2 separate regions of the Mus musculus genome follow, and region 2 is linked to region 1. Evidence: chromatin contacts called from public Hi-C data. All regions are on one chromosome and are shown on one strand. Each heading gives the region's core, a stretch centred on a gene start, on an enhancer-like site or on the middle of the called end of the contact. The rest is flanking DNA. Distances are from core to core; before and after follow the strand shown. Region 1 has its middle 140 kb from the start of Slc7a11. Region 2 has its middle 21 kb from the start of Gm6209.

Region 1 (6,036 bases), core at 1,015-3,514:
ATAAACAGGTGGCAGATTTACTATAGCTGTGGGGATGGTGGGGGGTGAGACGCTGTAGCTAACATTAACCTGTTTAATTTAATAGCCTGGATACTCATACAGGGGGGAAAGCAATGCAGCTCATGGAGTCAGTTGGATGCCAAATGTAAATAACTACAGTTACCCAAGCATGCCCATGTGGTTGAGCAAGAAAGGGCACTGGGCCAGCTTTGACTTAATTTCTGAATGTGTTAATTAACCTACTAGAAGTATGAAAACTCTTAACTCATGAAGAACCAACCTCCCCCCCCCCCAAAAAAAAAAGATCAGGATAAAGAAACACGAAAAAAAGAGAAAAATAGGATGACAATTGACAAAGACTCTGCTGACATGAATAGCAAGACCTAAGTTCTTGCTTTGTGGGGACTTGCATTACTGAAGGAGACTGCGCTGGGAGATGAGTGAAAAGCTAGCTCTGCGCTATGCTGCCCCCAAGTGGTCTAGTTTGGGAAATGCATATTTTTATTCTGAGGGAAAAAAATGTGTGTCTGCTTTTGACTTATTTATGGTCTTGATGTGTACTTTTAAGCCAATCAATAAAAAGTGGTTGTATTTAAACTTTCGAAGACTTTATTTCAACAAGAAACCAACATGTTAAACTCTCTGTACCTGTATTTTATTCATTTTTTTCTTTAAGAATGAAAGTGCATTTTAATGAAAATGAAGTCTCCTATGAAACAAAACCAGTCACCACGGGATATATCAGGAGACGGAATCCACTGTCACCTTCCCCCCGGATCCTGGTGGAATAAATTCCCAGGTGAGGCAGTTAGCAAAGCAATTTTCCCGTACTGAAGATTACACACAGAAAAGTAGACATGAGGCTGAAGTGGAGATTGTCAACGTGAAAAACAAGAAATAATTTGCATGTTATTTGACTCACCTGATTGAATACCTGAGATTTTAGGAGGCAGGGGACTCATCCTAGCACAATTGAGTTTGGGTTGTTTGGAGATTTGTGAGATGTTCTGTTTGTTTTGTTTTGATTACCATAAATTGAGCTATTAAATGAAAACTCCTGAACTGTGTTCTCCTTTCTTTTTTTTTTAATTCGTTTTTTTTAATTAGGTATTTTCTTCATTTACATTTCAAATGCTATCCCAAAAGTCCCCCAGACCCTCCCCCACCCACCCACTCCCCTACCCACCCACTCCCACTTCTTGGCCCTAGTGTCCCCCTGTACTGAGGCATATAAAGTTTGAAAGACCAAGGGGCCTCTCTTCCCAATGATCTAATGGCCTTGTTTCGTCTTTAAGCCCATTATGTTCTGCGAATATTTTCTACATGTGTCTTTCCTAAAGAACGTTGGCTGACCCACTGCAGCCGGCTGATCTATCAACTGCCTTTGCTCTGCATCACAAGATTTATTTCTGTGTAGAGACTGCAATAACTTATTAATGTACCTGGTAAACCCATTTATGGACCAGTAACTCCACATTCATTTCATCATTTAACATCCCCACCCTCCACTCTTACATGAAAGATTGCTCAACATCCTCACAGAAACTTTCACGTTCCTTAAATACAGGACCAAGAACATTGGTTCTCGTTTTTTATTTAATAGATGATAGATAGATGATATAAATACATACATGGATACATAGATAGATACATAGATAGGCACACAGATAGATGATAGATGGATGTGGATAGATAGATAATGATGATGTTAATGATCATGATGATAGATACATACACACATGATAGATGACAGATTAAAAGAGAAGTGATATATGTATAATAGGTAGATGATAGAAAATAGATATGTAGATGAGTAGATGCATGATAGATGATATAGTTTAGATAGAAAATGATAGATGACTGATCATATGTAGATAGCTAATAGATGATAAATTATAGATGGTATATAAACACAGATTATAGATAGATAATAGAGAGATTGTAGATATATCTTGCTGAGCAAGTTAACAAATGCAGGCACACTACTTTACTTTTTCCATTGCTTCTTGCCGACAACCATCAATCAATCTGTGACCACCAGGTAATCTGTACTCCATCCATCCCCCCTCCTATATATCCCGCAGCCCTCCCTGTCCCTGAACCCCTACAATGAACTCTCACTTGGAGTACTGCCACATTTGTTATCTTATCTTGCCACTCTCCTGTCACACGCCCACTGCAGCCAGTGAAACCCTTAAACATCTAACCACAGCTCCTTGCTTCTACCGTGAACCTGACTCTCATTGTTCTAAAGCTCGGGCAGCTGCCACATGAACTTTGATCTTGGTGGATAATGAGTATGAGTTTGTTGAATGAACACCTGGGGGATCTGCTTTATAATGTTCAGTATTTCCTGCATCCTCCTAGCTCCTTCGGATTCTTTTATCATCTAGTGTTTGATTGTTTACTGTGGAGCAGCAAGTCAAATCCAGGGCTTCCCGTGTGTTAGGCAAGTGTTTCCCTCTAGAGCTCTACCCCAACACTAAAAGCCTGAAAACTCTCTACATGGTGGAAATAGAAAAATGAGACAAATCAGCAACTCAGCATCTTGTGAGCTCAAAGCAACAGCTTTTGTTTTAGATTCACCTGTAGGTGTGATTTGCTTTCGATTCAGGCCTTTAGAATATGGAAATAGTTCTCATCATAATAGCCTGCTCCATGGCCCAGGGACCCAGATGACAACTTTACCAATTGCTTAAGAGACCCATTTCAGTCCTAAAGGCAGAAAAAATTTGCAGCACTCAACTATCTAGAAACCAACGAAGATCCAAATTTAATTGATAACCTAAAGTACAATTTGTTGTTCAGTAAAGACAGTGGCCTTTCTCGGGGCTCCTGGAATCAGAGTAGCTCAGCATCAGGCACCCCAAATCTGGGATCATTTCCCTTCCTGGAATCATGTTTGTTGTATGTATTTTCATGATCTAGAGTCTTTTGGTTCCTTTACATTTTGTTAGCATTCTGTCGTATTCCGTTCACACAGAGATCAGCACTTCCATGAAATGTCTGAGTAGCCAGATCTAGGACATATTTTAGGTACATGACCTGAAATGTAAGCAGTCTATTTTGGTCACAAAGTCAAAACAATAACACTTGGTACTTGAACATGTTTATGTGAATGTTGACCCCTGGAAGACATTACCCTTAGGATGTGATATCTCTGCGTACGATGCTTGCCTGATCACTTGTATAAAGGAACGTCAGCTCTTTAGAATGCTTGCTCCACAAGGACAGCATGTCACATCCATTGTGCATAAATCCTGAGCAAAGAATAGGCTGGCCACATTAAAGGCTATTTATCTGCAATGCTACTAAACAGCCAGAGATCCCTTGCTGAAGGCGGGGAGGAAGATTGACTGCACACACGGTGCTCTCACTGCTGAGTCCATCATCAAAGAATTCTTCTTATGGGTTGGAACTCACATCTGAAAATTGACTGTGAGTGCTCAGCCCTCTGTTATAGTGACCTAGGTAAGACCTATGCTTCCCACGCGTGAAGCATTTTCTATAATGCACTTCAGAAAGGACTATTTACTCTTGCCTCTTTCAGTGAAGGAACTGATGGTGACCAAAATATATTCCTGCATTTCAGAGCTTAAGGAAGAAGGGCTTGGCCTGCTGCTGGTTCTGATGGGCATAGCAATTATATTGCTTGCCTGTAGGTGGCACCAGTTGGCTGCTACTACCCTGGAATGGTCCATCCTCAAGGCCATCACAGAACGTCAACAGAAGCATCTACCACCAGGATAAGAAGAGGAGCTCAAGTCTTGTTCAAAACTGTGCCTCTCTTGACTAATGCGTTTCCCAGGACCTTGATTAAAGACATCCTCCAGCCCTCTTGGGACCAAGTAAAGGGAGGACAGTTTGAATGTTATTTTACCTCAGAAGATGTCCTTCTCTAATAAACTGCATATTTTGTAGGACACCTAGCATCTCAGCTTTCTTATCCAAAGCCACGATTGAATCTAGCCTCTAGTCAAGAACTAAGCCTCCATGATATGACTCCCTCCTACCACTCTGGCTAAAACTTCCATTGTGAAATCTCAGAAAAAAACTAACTCTCTTGTAAAGTTGGACACTGAAATATGACCAAGGTCAATCGTGCTTAGAAATCACTATTATTCTTACACATAGCTTCCATTTTTGTTATAAATGAAAAGAATTCTCTCCAGCTAGCTTTCACAATGCTACTGACTCTCTCTGACACGTTGGGATCTGCCCACTAGTTAAAAGCCTGAAGGTGATGAGATAGTCGAAGAACAGTCTCAAGATGAGCTGATTTTCCCTTACATGGTTGGCCTATACATTAATTTCTTTACCCATCACTATGATAAAACTCTCAATTAAGAAATAAGGAGTGAGCATTTATTTCAGCCCAGGATCTAAGGAGATAAGTTCACATAAGAGAAAGCATGCTGACAGGTGGCTATACGGTGGCCAGCATATAAGCCTGACAATTGTTAAGTCTTCTACTCTTAATTTGCAGCAGAGAGAGAGAGAGAATATAATATCTAAGAGCAATCATGGAACAACTTCTATGGGTAGATGCTACTTCTTGGTCTTTACAAGGCATCTCAAAGCAACAAAATCAGCAAGGGACCAAGTGTTCATACTATTTCATATTTAAACCAGAGTTCCCTAAGAAACAGGAACAAAGTTTTTTCCGGTCAGAAAATATACCCATCAAAGAAGAAAGGGCATACTCTGATATTCCCAAGCATAGATAAAACTTACACATGTTTTATAGCCCACTGATCAGCAAAGGAGGACAGGTGTTTTCAGATTTGAAACACTTGAAATCCCTTTGTCATGAGTAGTAGTCGATGTGATATCATTGAACAAAGCTGAAAAAGAAAAATGCAGTTGGCTTCTTGGAGCCATGCAGACTGGCACAGCAATGGGGAGATGGGCCATGCATCTAAGTCATTCTCTGTTTCAGGAATCACTCATAGGACCTGACTCTGAGGTTCAGGATCCCTCATGTTTGTATTCATTGTCACATTTATGAGATAGCACCAGCAGGGCACAGATTAATTTGACAACATTGATACTAATCACTGAGAAAAGCTTTTTAACTATGCAGAAGTTTAAAGAAGCTGAGAGCATGGAGATTCCTAATGATGTTAGCATTCCTGAAGTTTTGTCTTGGTAGCACTGAAGAATTTTGAGATAATAAACTTAATTACTCACTTTCCAGTTGTTTATTGTTCTCAGGATATCCCTCTGAAACCCCATAAATCTTTAATCTGTGTAATGACAGTGGTGACATAGTTTTCCCAAATGCCTTGCCTCCAATAGCTATTTTACTCCAAGGGCACCTTTTATTTCAGAGACCACAGTCAGACCTTATTTAATCTTCCCTTTCCCTGCCACATGCATGGGTTCCCAGAGAATCATGAGGGGCCACGGTGTCCCTTCCCAGTCTAAAATCCCTCCCTCACACTCACGTCTCACGCCATTTCTCCTACAGTTTCAGGACTTAGATGCACATCCCATGTACCCGTTTGTGGATCAGTGAGATGTCTAACTCAAAGGACTTTAGACCAAACATGATATAATTAAGAGAAGGGGGTGAATTGTAGTGGGGGTACTACTTAGCTCACAGAATTATATAGACGTTAGAAAGAGGTAGATAAAAGCTAAGAAAGCTCAGACAGTAGGAAGTGCTGTATTTGGAACACTATAAATTCCACAATGAGCACGATCAACCTGCTTCCAACGATCTTTTGCTGTGGAGTCTACTGTGTTTCTCTGAATAATTTCTGTTCTAGCCCCAGATGGAAGCACCTTACTGCCAAGGCGACACTCTGCGTCTGTAACCTCACTGTCTGTGTGGAGAGAAGGAGTGTATCGGATCTGGTCATGCTTATACATGCTGCCCTACTTCCTGCCAAGACCTGAATAACCAGGCTGGGAAAGGCGGTTCAATGCCAAATGGTTTAATGCCATCACAATGGCAGTCAATGGGCAGGAGCTGAACGCTTTCAGCAGAAAATTTCAGAGTGGCCAAGAAGAAAGTGAGACTCCCATACAAAA
Region 2 (6,036 bases), core at 2,352-4,851, 310 kb after region 1:
AACATTTTTTATTAGGTATTTTCCTCGTTTACATTTTCAATGCTATCCCAAAGGTCTCCCATACCCACCCCCCCAAACCCCTACCCACCCACTCCCCCTTTTGGCCCTGGCGTTCTACTGTCGCATATAAAGTTTGCAAGTCCAATGGGCCTCTCTTTGCAGTGATGGCCGACTGGGCCATCTTTTAATACATACATATGCAGCTAAAGACAAGAGCTCCCGGGTACTGGTTAGTTCATAATGTTGTTCCACCTATAGGGTTGCAGTTCCCTTTAGCTCCTTGGGTAATTTCTCTAGCTCCTCCATTGGGGGCCGTGTGACCCATCTAATAGCTGACTGTGATCATCCACTTACTTATTGCCAAGGCACACACACAGGCTCACCCTCATCATTATGATTATGGGAAACATCCACCATAATAGTTACACAGGGAAGAAAGCCCATGTGGATGCAGCCCCAAACACTGTTAGGACATTTCAGGAGGGGGGTGGTTCAAGGAGGTAAAGAGCCTGTAGAATAAAATCCCTAGAGTCCTTAGGATCATAGGTGTGGTCCTAAGGTTCACTTGGGGTCCTTTAAAAAAGCAATGTGAATGATGAACAGCTTATAAATAAATAAATAAATAAATAAATAAATAAATAAATAAATAAACAAACAAACAAATAAATAAATCGCTTTTTCAGGAATTTCCTTTATGACTCCAGGACTTCATACTCATAATTCAATGTTAATGCCTTTAAATCGATCATAGATTTCCCCATAATTATTTCTTTCCATTCCATATACCTTTAGAGACCACCTGCTCTCTGCCAGGTTCTCTGATAGATGCTGGGTAAATAGACTTGAACCAATCGGTCTCTGGCACCCAAGAAATCTTCATGATGGTGAAGAAGAGACAAGGAGATAAAGTAAGGGGAATAATAGCTGTGATTGATTGAGCAGCAGCACAGAGCAGGGAAAGAAAGGGAACCGCAAGACACAATACCCAATAAAGAGCAAGGGAGGGTGGGGTGGATAAAACCAGAGGTCATCTCATCAAGTGAGGTAAGGTAGATGCAGAAAGACAAGTACTGCATGTTGCATTTCCCCTCATATGTAAAAATGTAAGACAATAGCACCATAGTGAAAACAGAATGGATTCAAGGAAAGAGAAAGAGAATGAAAAATGAGAGGGGCAGATTGACTGAAGCATGACAATAAGTATCACAGTGAATCCATTAATATTTATAACTGTATAAATTAATAATTATGAAGGGCAAAGAGAAGGCGGGAAAAGAGCACTACACGTGTCATAAGACCATGGAGGCTCAAGAAATAGCATCTCTTCTGACACCAAGAACCTAGGGAGAAATAACCCAGGATAAGAGCAGAGAAGAGCTGGTGTGTGCTCAAAGTTTGTGTCCCTGAGATTCATGCTGAGCTCCTGCTCCCTGGGATGGTGATGGTAGGAAGGACCTTGGGAGGTGGTTAAGTCCCAAGCATGGAGGTGAATGGGTAACTGTTCTTATGAAAGAGTCGCCTAAATCTCTCAAGTCTCTTTCCGTAGTGTGATGACTAAGAAGTCAGTCATCTGCACTCCAGGATAGAACACTTCCCCAAAACGCATGACATCCTACCTCAAGCTTACAACAGCCTAAACTAAGATACACTCAAGACAAGAGATTATAAATGCTCTATTGCACACATTACTGCCCATCCCGTTTTCAATACTGTGAGCCTATTGCTTATACCAAATCTAATAGCTGTTTTAGTATTTTGAAGCCCATGACTGACTCATGGTGATGATGTCAGTCTGTGAGGAATATAAAAGTACAAATGCTGTGATTAGAAACAGCAGCTGTCAGAGGCTCAGCTTGGTCTTCACATGGGTCTCGAACATCTGGAGCAGAGACTGTCCCAAAAGCTGTTGCTTGTAGGTGGCATATGTTCTTTTGGCCAGGCTGATTTGTCTGGCCTCAATGGGAGAGGAAGTGCCTAGCCTTGCAGAGACTTGAAGTACCAGAGTGTCAGGATACCCACAGGGGGCTCACATGCTCAGAAGAGAAGGAAATGGAGGAAGGATTGTGGTAGGGGGCAACAGGGAGGGGGCAGTGAGCAGGATATAAAGTAAATATGTTTTTTTTAAGTTCAATTAAATAAAAAAAAATATAGCAGCTATCCCCTTTCACTATCTTCAACACCTAATGTTACTCTAAAAGTTTTAATGTATAATACAATATTGGTTCTGTACCTTCAGGTACAAGAACTACATGGATTTAAAGTTACTCACTTTTTACTGAATTATTGACCTTGCAAAGATGATCCTGGGAAGATATTTCTTCTCAGTGACAGCAATATTGAGATTTTGTTTTAGTCAATATAAACATCTTTCTGAAGCTAACAGTGGCTTTAGAACAATTGTTTCTCATTCACTCCCTTATTCAGATCAGTTTTCTCATTCCCTTTACAAAAGATAGACTGGACAGCCTTAACTAGCAGGCTGGAATAGGTCACTGTGAAGCACACATACACACACGTGTGTAAATATGTATGTGAAGCCACACAAGAGACTGAGATACCTTGGACTGTTCCAGAACAATTTCAGAATATAAGTATGCACCTAAATATTGGCAAGTGAACAGCAAGCGAGAAAGAGAAGCCCCCTGGTCATGGTGCTCTGATGTTCTTCCACTCTCTAAGCAACATTTGCATCAGCCTGCCTACTCTGGGAGTGTTCAAGTGCCCCCAATCAAAGAGCAAAGCTAGTGTGCCTGTATTTGCAAGTGTCCCCTTACCTTAAGAAAAGCCCTCCCTGGCTTCTCTGCCCTCTGCTTGGCTCCTGAAACCCTGTGAATCCTGCTGCTGAAGCTCCTGTTTGCTCTCAGAACTGTTTGATCACTCAAGGACACAACAGAACAGCATGCAGCTCTTGCCTTTTTGGCACGGGCTTGAAGTTCAGCAGTAGGTGGTTTCTCACCAGTTTGGCTTGCTTTAGGACAATGAGTGACAAGATGTTAGTTCACACAGCATGACTTATGTAACTTACAAAAGGAAAAAGATCAAGCTGGAGGTTTGTTCAGCAAATCAGCAAGATTTTTGAAAACAAGAATAAAAGTCTTTTCCCTGTGTCCCAAGATAAAGAGGATTTGGCCCAACTACTAAAGGGAGACTCAGGGCAGAAATGAGAGAATCTGTAGAATGCCCTTTGAGGTTAATGCCATTCAAAACAGCCAGACCAGGTCCCCTGAAGATGTCTTTTGTAAGCAGAGAAGTTGCAAGCAAAATATTATTTGTCAAGGTGTTGACTCACTAAAACAGTCATATGACTATAAGCAATTTAAATCTAAAAAAAAAAAAAAAAGTCTACCTTAGTACATCCAAAGCTACATGTAATAATTTTGTTGAATCCTGATGAAATTCACGTAAACGTTTGCCTCTTGCTTAGAGGAAATTTTGGCCCCACGGAAAATTCACTGCCAGAAAGAAAAACATCACTTAACAGGGGAGCCCGTGGCTATTCTTGAACTTGGGAAAGAGCGTTTTTGTGGTTCCCCTTGTGACTTGTTGGTATGGCGTGGGAAGATGCATGACTGTTTCTGAAACACAAGGTCAGGATGTCTCAAGGAGCCATGACAAACTCTGCACCCTGACCTCTTCCTCTTTATTGCTTAGGCAGAACAGTCACACTGCAAATAAAGTTGCCAGAATTGTCCAGCGTTTGTTTTTTTCTCAGAAGAGGAGGAGGAGAGGAGAGAGAGAAGGAGGAGAGGAAGGAAGAAGGAGAGGAGGAGGCAAAGTAGCAGAGCCACTCTTTGTAAGGGTCTGCAAGGCTAATCTCAGTATGCATTCCTTTTATGTCTGAGTCTGCTTCTTTCAGCTTTAAGAAGCTGGGTTTCACCAGCAGCTTTACTCCTTTCCCCTTTACTCACCTGATACCATCAGCTGCCTGCCGGCACAGCTATGAGCAGGCCAGATTACTCCACCCCCATCTCTACAAATACTGAAAATACCTACCTATATATCTTTGAAACATAGGAAAACACAATTTTATAATTTCATTTCAGAGAAGTAGGACCAGAACATTGAAAATCAACCAATCTTTGGCCAACTAAGCCAGTGTACATGCTACGCAGTACAGGGTTATAGGCTTTGGTTTGGTTTGGTTTGGTTTTTTGAGACAGGGGTTTATTGCATAGGCCTGACTTGCTATACTAACCAAGCCTCGACCTTAAGACAGTCCTTCAGCTCTGATTCCCAAGAGCCGGATTACAGGGATATGTCACTGTGCCTGGGTAAGAGTCTATATATTTCATATGTGAAAATATTTAAAAGATTGACTATCGTCACCAAAGCACGGAAGTTGGGCTTTCATTGTGAATTGTGGAGAACTATGCTTGCGATCAAAGAAGTGGGCAATCTCCAACTTGAGCATCTGAAATTCTGCATTATGATAGCTGCTGTATTTACTTCACTGAGAAGTTGCCAAGTTCTGCTCGTGCAATGAAGGTAAGGGCGTGTGGAAATTGTAACATATTCAGAATGGTTAGATTCTGAGTGTATAACGATAGCATGATGATTTTGTCAGGTTGAGGTGAAAGATGCCTGCCTCATTCATTCGTTCCTATTTTCAATTTCTGTAAAGAATAATTTTCAAAGCTTAAGTCATGATCTGCTCTATAGTCCTCACTTCTATTCTGCATCCCTCTTATGTCATATACGTTCATACTTTCAGATTGAAGGAGAACATTAACCAACTTATAGACACTAAAGATAAATTTGTACACAAGGGAATTCAAATACAGCTACATGACAAAATGGCCAATGCTATTGCCCAGAAGTCTCCTTTGTAACCTCAATAAAATTATAGGCATACAATAGTGAGGATTCATCCTTAGTCTTCTGGGTTCTCGGTGGCCAAGAATACTTTTTAGGGCGATTAACACCAGAGTCATCAATCTCTAATGGGTATCTGAATGCCCACAAGTTCAGGGAGTCTTCTGACCATGAGAGTTAACAGTAACAATCAGCTCTGGCCACCTGTATTATTTGTGTTTGAAAAGTGTCCATGTTGACTGAACAAACACTCTCAGGCACCACACATCTGTGGTCTGCAGGGCTACTTTCATCACACTGAGCCTGTTCTTTGAGAGCGACTGGCTTCATGCTGAACTCAGCATGAGGACAACAGGGCAGGACACCAATTAGTGAAGGCATTTGCACCAGCCTGACAGGACCACTGTGCGGGGAAGTTCACTGGAGCCTATACAAGAGCAGAAGCATGTCCTTCGGCAGTAAATAATTAAACTGAAAGGGAAAGGCGTTATGCTTCATAGGCGGAGATTTGATTTATGTTCAGGAAAATCCGCAGCCTTCAGAAATCTGATCAGTTACCAGTCCCACATGATCTTGACAAAGCCGCTAGGAACTGCACCGGTTCCCTTGTACTATACTTTCTCTGTCATCTAAATTCAGTTTTTGACCTTCAGCAGGGCAGACATGAAAACACAGGTCAGGCTGTGAGCCAGCACAGTGCTGAGTAGAAGTTGTCAGGAGCCCATCTCTACTTCTTGAAAACAAACACGCGCCATCATGATTTGCTCTCCTGGCCAGTGCTCACGTCAATTTTGTAGCTTCCAAGTTTTCATTTAACCATAATGATTAATTTTTCTATTTTCTAGATTTGCAGAACTAAAAATAAAGATAAGGTAACTAGCCAAGTACCGAATGTAATTTTCTCTAGCACATAAATTTTGCCTTTAGTCCAGTCTATAGATCTAATTCCCACTTAGTCTGTTTCCATTCAAGTTGTTCTAGAAAAGACAAAGAAAAGATCAGAAGCCAAATCTCCTGTCTGATAACATTCTTCGAAACTTTAAACAGCTTTAAGAGAGTTGGCCTCAAACCCAAACATTAACTTGATCGCTCAATTTTAATGAGGTCAAGCAAGCTGCTGAGCACCTGGCTGGTACTCAAGGTCCTGCCCTGAGTGGTGAGGGCCACCTTGTTCTTACCAAGAATGTAAGAGGTAGTGACAGGTGATAATGTAATGCAGAAAGC

The links. Hi-C and Micro-C count contacts between places; a contact is called where the count stands out from the background.
Region 2: a contact with region 1 is called in a Hi-C map of double positive thymocytes, with 2.3 times the contacts expected there. The contact joins two enhancer-like sites. A contact is called at or near these places in 3 of 484 Hi-C or Micro-C datasets (double positive thymocytes and uterus).

What each region holds. Positions count from the first base shown.
Region 1 is chr3:50,300,662-50,306,697 of GRCm38.p6, forward strand. No RefSeq gene overlaps it. Among named protein-coding and RNA genes, the nearest start is that of Slc7a11, 140 kb to the right of the region's middle. Within about 2 kb of position 2,265, at least 13 of the 459 cell types and tissues checked have an H3K27ac peak or open chromatin away from gene starts, as enhancers often do. A contact at or near this core is called in double positive thymocytes, where this site is marked.
Region 2 is chr3:50,604,355-50,610,390 of GRCm38.p6, forward strand. No RefSeq gene overlaps it. Among named protein-coding and RNA genes, the nearest start is that of Gm6209, 21 kb to the left of the region's middle. Within about 2 kb of position 3,602, at least 39 of the 459 cell types and tissues checked have an H3K27ac peak or open chromatin away from gene starts, as enhancers often do. A contact at or near this core is called in double positive thymocytes, where this site is marked.